Regions from separate parts of the Gossypium hirsutum genome. Here region 1 is linked to region 2. Evidence: chromatin contacts called from public Hi-C data. All regions are on one chromosome and are shown on one strand. Each heading gives the region's core, a stretch centred on a gene start, on an enhancer-like site or on the middle of the called end of the contact. The rest is flanking DNA. Distances are from core to core; before and after follow the strand shown.

What was found. A called contact is a pair of places that touch in the nucleus more often than the background predicts.
Region 1: a Hi-C map of leaf shows a contact between it and region 2, with 3 times the contacts expected there. The contact joins the promoter of LOC107893118 here to the enhancer-like site in region 2. A contact is called at or near these places in 20 of 34 Hi-C or Micro-C datasets (anther, callus, cotyledon and 4 more).

Annotation. Positions count from the first base shown.
Region 1 is chrA13:101,359,155-101,362,411 of Gossypium_hirsutum_v2.1, forward strand. It overlaps LOC107893118 (MLO-like protein 1), which reads right to left and starts at 1,915. Exons shown (of 15, transcript XM_041085458.1): 1 at 1,656-1,915; 2 at 839-1,301; 3 at 166-410. The coding sequence starts at 1,022.
Region 2 is chrA13:101,241,477-101,244,528 of Gossypium_hirsutum_v2.1, forward strand. No RefSeq gene overlaps it. Among protein-coding and RNA genes, the nearest start is that of LOC107894413, 7.6 kb to the left of the region's middle. Within about 2 kb of position 1,510, at least 8 of the 9 cell types and tissues checked have an H3K27ac peak or open chromatin away from gene starts, as enhancers often do. A contact at or near this core is called in cotyledon, hypocotyl and leaf, where this site is marked.

The DNA.
Region 1 (3,257 bases), core at 665-3,164, 120 kb after region 2:
CCAAAACCTGCAGAAGTGTCTTTAAATAAGATGCATAGGACCCTATTCGTTACTCTCATCACCGATTCCTTTCTTAAAATGAAAAAGATAAACCAATTCTTTGCTTTTCATTATAGCATAAGTGACAATAACATCCATTGATTAGGTGATGGATAAATATGCTACCTTCTTAGCACAGTATCCCGTGGAAGGGGTCTCAGCCAGTAGGTGCCTGGTTCCACCAGACAGGGTTAAAGCAAAATACTTCTGAAAATGTGATGTCGTATGATTGGAGCCCTCCCCGGTTTCTTTATTGTCTTCCCTTTTACAAGGAAGCATGCTAGTTAATACGTCACTTGATACACAGATTTTAGAAATTGCATTCTGAAATACTGTCAGCAATAATGATATAAACCCCAAGAGCATCAACTCTGCCAAAAGAAACCGACATCTAAATGTTACAATTTGTAAAATAGCAAAAGAATTTCCCAATAGAAACATATAAAAAAACCATTCTTTCTACGTAAACTTCAAAAAGATATGCAAATTTCGCATCCTTCAACATATAATCAAAAAGAAAAAAGCGTAATATTTAACTGTTTTTTACTTGTTCAAAACATCATTTTTTTTCTGTCTTAATTCCTTCTCCAATGGAGAGATACAGAAAAGAGCTTCTCCTATAAACCAAAAATGCAATTTACCACTTTTAACTTTCCTCCTTCGGGAACACATAAAAGACAGAGAAAAGATTGTCTTTTATGAAAAAACAGACTTTTTTTTACAAGCCTTCCCTTTAACACTTCCAATCAAATTTAACATCAAAATATGAAAAATTAGAGAGAAAAGGGAGATGGGTTACCCTCTTTAACTTTCAAAAGAGCCTCAAAGAGTGGTTTCTGTTGTTTTCTCTTCAAAACATTCCCAACAACATGAAGCAAACGTTCCATAGCCAAAGAAATGGCAACAATCACAGTACAAATTGCTGCAACAATCCATGTTGGCGTATGCTCTAATGTTACCCCTTCTTCCGCTCCACCACTCATTTCTCTCCAAAGTTTCTTCCTTTTTGCCTTTCTTCTCTTTTCTTCTCAAACTATAACTGTTTTCGGTCTAGTTCTCGGTTCTTAGGGAAAAAATAAACCCCAATGGCCAATTCCAATCTTCTTGACTTAAATTATCTGCAAAATTTTTGGTCTTCTGCAAAGTGTTCGAACAAATGTCTCACTCAGCCCTTGAAACCATATATCTAGTTCATGTTCATAGTCTCGTGATTACCTTTAGCACAGCATAGTCTCATGATTACCTTTAGCACAGATGAATAGCTGAAAATCCCCCAAGTTAGATTCAACAAAAGAGAAACTAAAAGTTGCATATACATCATAATCAAAAGTATCAAAAGTTTAGAAAGTGTCCTATCATGGAGATCAGTTCAGATAGAGATGAACTAAAACAAGCACTGAAGTAAAACTCCATGATAGCCCACAGAAATAAATAAAAAAGAGATTTGGAAAAAGAAGTTAATGGAAACTAAAAAAGATGCATCAAAAAGAGCTGGAAATTACAAGAAAGTACCAACCAAAAGGGGAAAAGGGGAGGGGAAAAGTTGAAAATTGAAGACCACTGAGACAGAGAATGTGAAGAGTGAAGAGTGAAGAGTGAAGAGTAGGGTTCTTCACCTGATGGAGACATGAACTTGACTTCCACTATATGCAAACAACAAGATGATGACGACGACGATGATATCCGTAGAGAAAAGAGCTCAGGCCACAAAAGTCACGATTAAAGAGTACGATTTTGTTCGAATGAGACACCATGAAAGCTCAAACAGACATACGGTCCTCAGTTACTGTGCAAAAGATACCCAAAAGTCCAGTTCTTTATAATAATAGACCTTGTAATACACCTGTGCAAGTCGCCCAGCCCGGTAAATCCGTTCCGACTAGAGTCGGGTAGTTCGCTCGGCTCGGTAAGTTTATTCAATTTCAATCGAGTTTGGATAATAATTTTTTTATTTCGATTTATCAAATTCAACCTGAATTTAATTTTAATGATAAAAAATATTTTTAAATTTAAATTTAATTACAAGATATATAAAAATATTAAGTAAAATATAATTTTAATATTATATTATATTTTAAATAGTAAAATGAATTTTATGTGATCAGTCCGAAAACAGATTTGAATTTAAAAAAAAAAAAATTGGACCTCGACCTGAATAGACCAGCGCATGAATTATACATAAGTTACTTTTAAAATATTTTAGTTTTTATTCATTAAGTGACTATATTGCTTTATTTTTTTTAATTAGTTTTTACTTTTTAATATAAATTTTATGCTTTGGCAAATAATGGTATTTCTAAAAAGATGGGATAATGTTATAGGCAAAAATCAGAAATATAAATATTTATTTTAGTAGGTAATTGGTTAAATTTTGAAAAATGAATATTTTATAGAACATTATTATATAAATTATTAAAACACATATTATTCTTATTTAATTTTATGTTTTTTAATTCTTTTTATTAATTGAGCTAATCTCACTTAATGCATAAGTAATGATATCAAACTTAGTAATTTTATAAATAGTATAAATCTATATAGAAACACTGATCATGTTTAGATTTTTCTAGAGAAATAATATTTTTTTAATTTCACATGTACAATTAATTTTGTTAGTAAATTATTTTTATATTAGGTAAATTATATTTTTAGTCATTCAATTATGTCAAGGGTTTTTTAGTTATTTAATTATTTGATCTTTTTTTATTTTTAGTCACCAACTATTAAATGACTAATGGAAAGATGAGGTCACGGTTTTTAAAATTAACATAATAGTAATTTTAATCCTCAATATTTATGCATTATATCAATTTAGTCTTAATTCTAAAAAAATTTAACGTCAACATTTACATATTGTGTAATATAATCTTCTTTTCAATTTTGTTATTCTTTTGTAACTCTTTCAACTAAAAAGTTAAAAGCACAAATCTATAAACTAAATTTGATTGAAAATATACAAAAAATAGAAACTCTCAAAAATTCAAGATAATAATTTTTATCTTTTTTTTATTTTTTTTAAAATTAACCCTCAATGTCATAAATAAAAGTAAAACTACAAAAAAATATTAAATTACACAATGTGTAAATTTTGAAAGTTTTTTTTAATCAAAACTAAATTCACATAATGTATAAAAATTAAAAGTTAAAGCTGCTCTTATACCAATTTTAGAAACTATTAGGTTATCTTTCTATTAGTAATTTAACGGCTAATAACTAAA
Region 2 (3,052 bases), core at 260-2,759:
ATTAACCCTTTAATATATTAATATATTAAACGCCCACCCATGCGTTAATGTCTCGTATACTGATATATTAAAAGGTTAATGTATTTGGTTAGCTGTTAATGCGTTAATGTCAACCAACTAAACAAATTTCATATATATATATATTGAATGAAAAATTATTTTTAATAGTTATTAAAAAAATGTCTAAGGAACTCTCCTCTCCTTTGCTACCAGCTGTTATTGAAAATGACGATGATTCTCACTCTATCGGGGATCAAACCACCAAGAAAGTGAAATTTAAAGGCGGAGTTGTTGATGCTTCGGGCGGGGTTGAAGATGTCTCGGAAGATATGGTTGTTGAACCTAATCTGACATCAATGCTCTCGTGGAAAGATAAGTTATTTGGTGAAAATCCGAATAATCCCATGATGGATTGTAATGGTTCTTCCTTTGGAAGAGTCAATACAAGCAATGATGATTTTGATTTACGAGCAAACGATGTGCAAACGTCCATCATCAATGGAGTTCCGACCATTAATTTCTCTGACCGGGTTAAAGAAATCCTGTTCAAAGAAATGGAACTAACTTTGGTTATCAAACTCTTAGGGTGAAATATTGGCTATAACACTTTACTAAATCGCATTACTAGTCTTTGGAAACCTATTTCCCCGATCCACCTCATGGATATTGAGAATGGTTATTATCTGGTGCGATTTGTGAATAAGGCTGACTATGATCGTATTTTTTCGCAAGACCGTGGATAATCTTTGGACAATACTCACTGTTCAACCAAGGACAAAGGACTTCAGCCCTTCGCAACTGTATCCCAGCACGGTTTTGGCATGGATTTGGTTACCAGGCCTCCCGGGGTTTTTGTTTCGTCGACAAATTGTGGAGGCTATTGGGGGGCTTATCGGGAAAGTGGTCAAATTAGACTTTCAGACAGACAATAGGTCCAGAGGTCGCTTTGCTCGCCTCGGAGTGTTTTTAAACCTCAAGAAGCCCCTGATTTCTCAAGTCCTGGTTGATGGCGCCGTTCAGAGAGTGGAGTATGAGGCACTCCCTACTGTTTGTTTTGGCTGTGGTAAATATGGTCACGTAAAGGACTTATGCCCGACTAAGGTTGAGGATCGTACCTTTGAACGCCCATCAGAGTTGGTGACTGATAGGTCGGATGCGGCTGCTGGTGGTGTTGCTGAAGAAACGGGACCGGAGTGTGGTCCATGGATGTTAGTCAAGCGTAGATCCTGGCATGGTTCAAGGAATGGTCAAAGCATTGCCGGAGCAAACAAGGGATTGATTAACGAACCCAAAATTCGAAAGGAGACATCAAAATCACGGTTTTCAGTGTTAATAGAGGGGGATAAGAATCGCAATTTTCTTGCTGTTAATGATGATAAATTGTCGGTGGAAGATGCTAAAATGACTGTTGAAGGTGTGGGCGTTTTAATTACTAAGGCTGGGGATAATAATTTGGGTAATGTGGATTTATCTCCTGGTCCAAACAGCAAGCCCATTTTGGGCAATGGGTCTCCTAAGGAAGCTACAACGGCAGACTTGGAATTAATGGTTTCGGGCCGTCTAGGAGATGGGTCTGCTATGGAGCCTACCAAACTTAATTATTTGGGCCAGGCGAATTTTAATAAGTAGGGGAAGTTTGAAGGGAAAAGGCCAATGACGAGTAATGAGAATGTGCAGGTTTCGAAAGAAAATTTTCTAACTAGTAATTTTGTTTCTAATTCTTTTTTAAACCTTAGTGGCGCAGGATCCTTACCTTAATTGTCTTCGGGTAAAGATGTGACTTTTAATGTTGTTGATCATGGTGTTTTGTCCAATGAAGTTCGGGGGGATTTAAATGTTGAAATTTTTGATAACATTAAAGCTCATTTCAATCTTGCTTTTGAAGATCCTGGGGGTTCTTCTGTCCCCATTTCTGATGGTATTTTAGACCCTGGGAAACATTCTGCTATTAGTTTTAAAAATACTTCTCACAAGAAAGAAAAAAATAACTCGGTCAATATAACCCGGGGGAAGAAAGGTGATGGTATTCCTATTTCTAAAGAGAGACACAGAGGTAAAGATTCTTTTGGGTGTAATAGTCGAAAAGCATCCAATGTGTTACGCAGCTGGGGAGGTCGATTCAAAGCTTCCGGAAACTTTAGAGTACCGTTAGTTGAATCCATAGAGGAAATGGCTGAACTCATTTCAAATTCGAATCCTAGCAATGACATCAACTCTGTCTCAAATGACGCGGTCTTGATCACGGATGGGGGTACTGTCAATCGACAGTAACAGGTATGTCTCTTTATTTTCTTAATTTTATTATGAATATGTGCTAGCAATAAGTTTCCTCGTATTTTTCGGGAATATAATCGGGAATATAAGCCTGATATTATTAGTTTGCTTGAGACAAGGGTCAGTGGTTCCAAAGTTAACAATATTATTGCTAAGCTGGGGTTTCCTTATTCTCATCTCGTTAAAGCGATTGGTTTCTCAGAGGGCATTTGGATTGGGTGGAAGGATTCTGTCTGTCTTGAGATCATTTATAATCACTCTCAGTTTATTCTAACTCGCGTGGGATCTACGTCTTCCAATACTGCTGTTTTCATCTCTTTTGTCTATGGAAGCCCTAATAGGCAAAAGCGAAAGGATTTATGGGACACCTTGAAACGGTCGATCCCAATGGGGAATTATCTATGGATAGCAATCGAAGATTTCAACGCTATTCTTTCTTCCTCTAAAAAATTAGGTGGTATGTCTAAAGGAAGACGTTGTCCGCTTTTTGGTGATTTTGTGGGAAAGACCGAGCTTCATGATTTAGGGTACAGAGAACCCCCTTTCACGTGGCATAGGGGTTTACTTTTTGAGAGGCTTGACCGGGCTCTGGGAAACAATGCTTGGGTTCAGCGTTTTCCAAATAGTTTGGTCACCCATCTTCCAAAAATTAAGTTTGATCATAGGCCTTTACTCCTATCTTTAAATCTTAAGATTATTCTTCCTAGAGGTAGACCTTTTAGGTTTTTGGCAGGTTGGGTTGAGCATCCGAATTTTTGGAAAATTTATTGAAGATAAT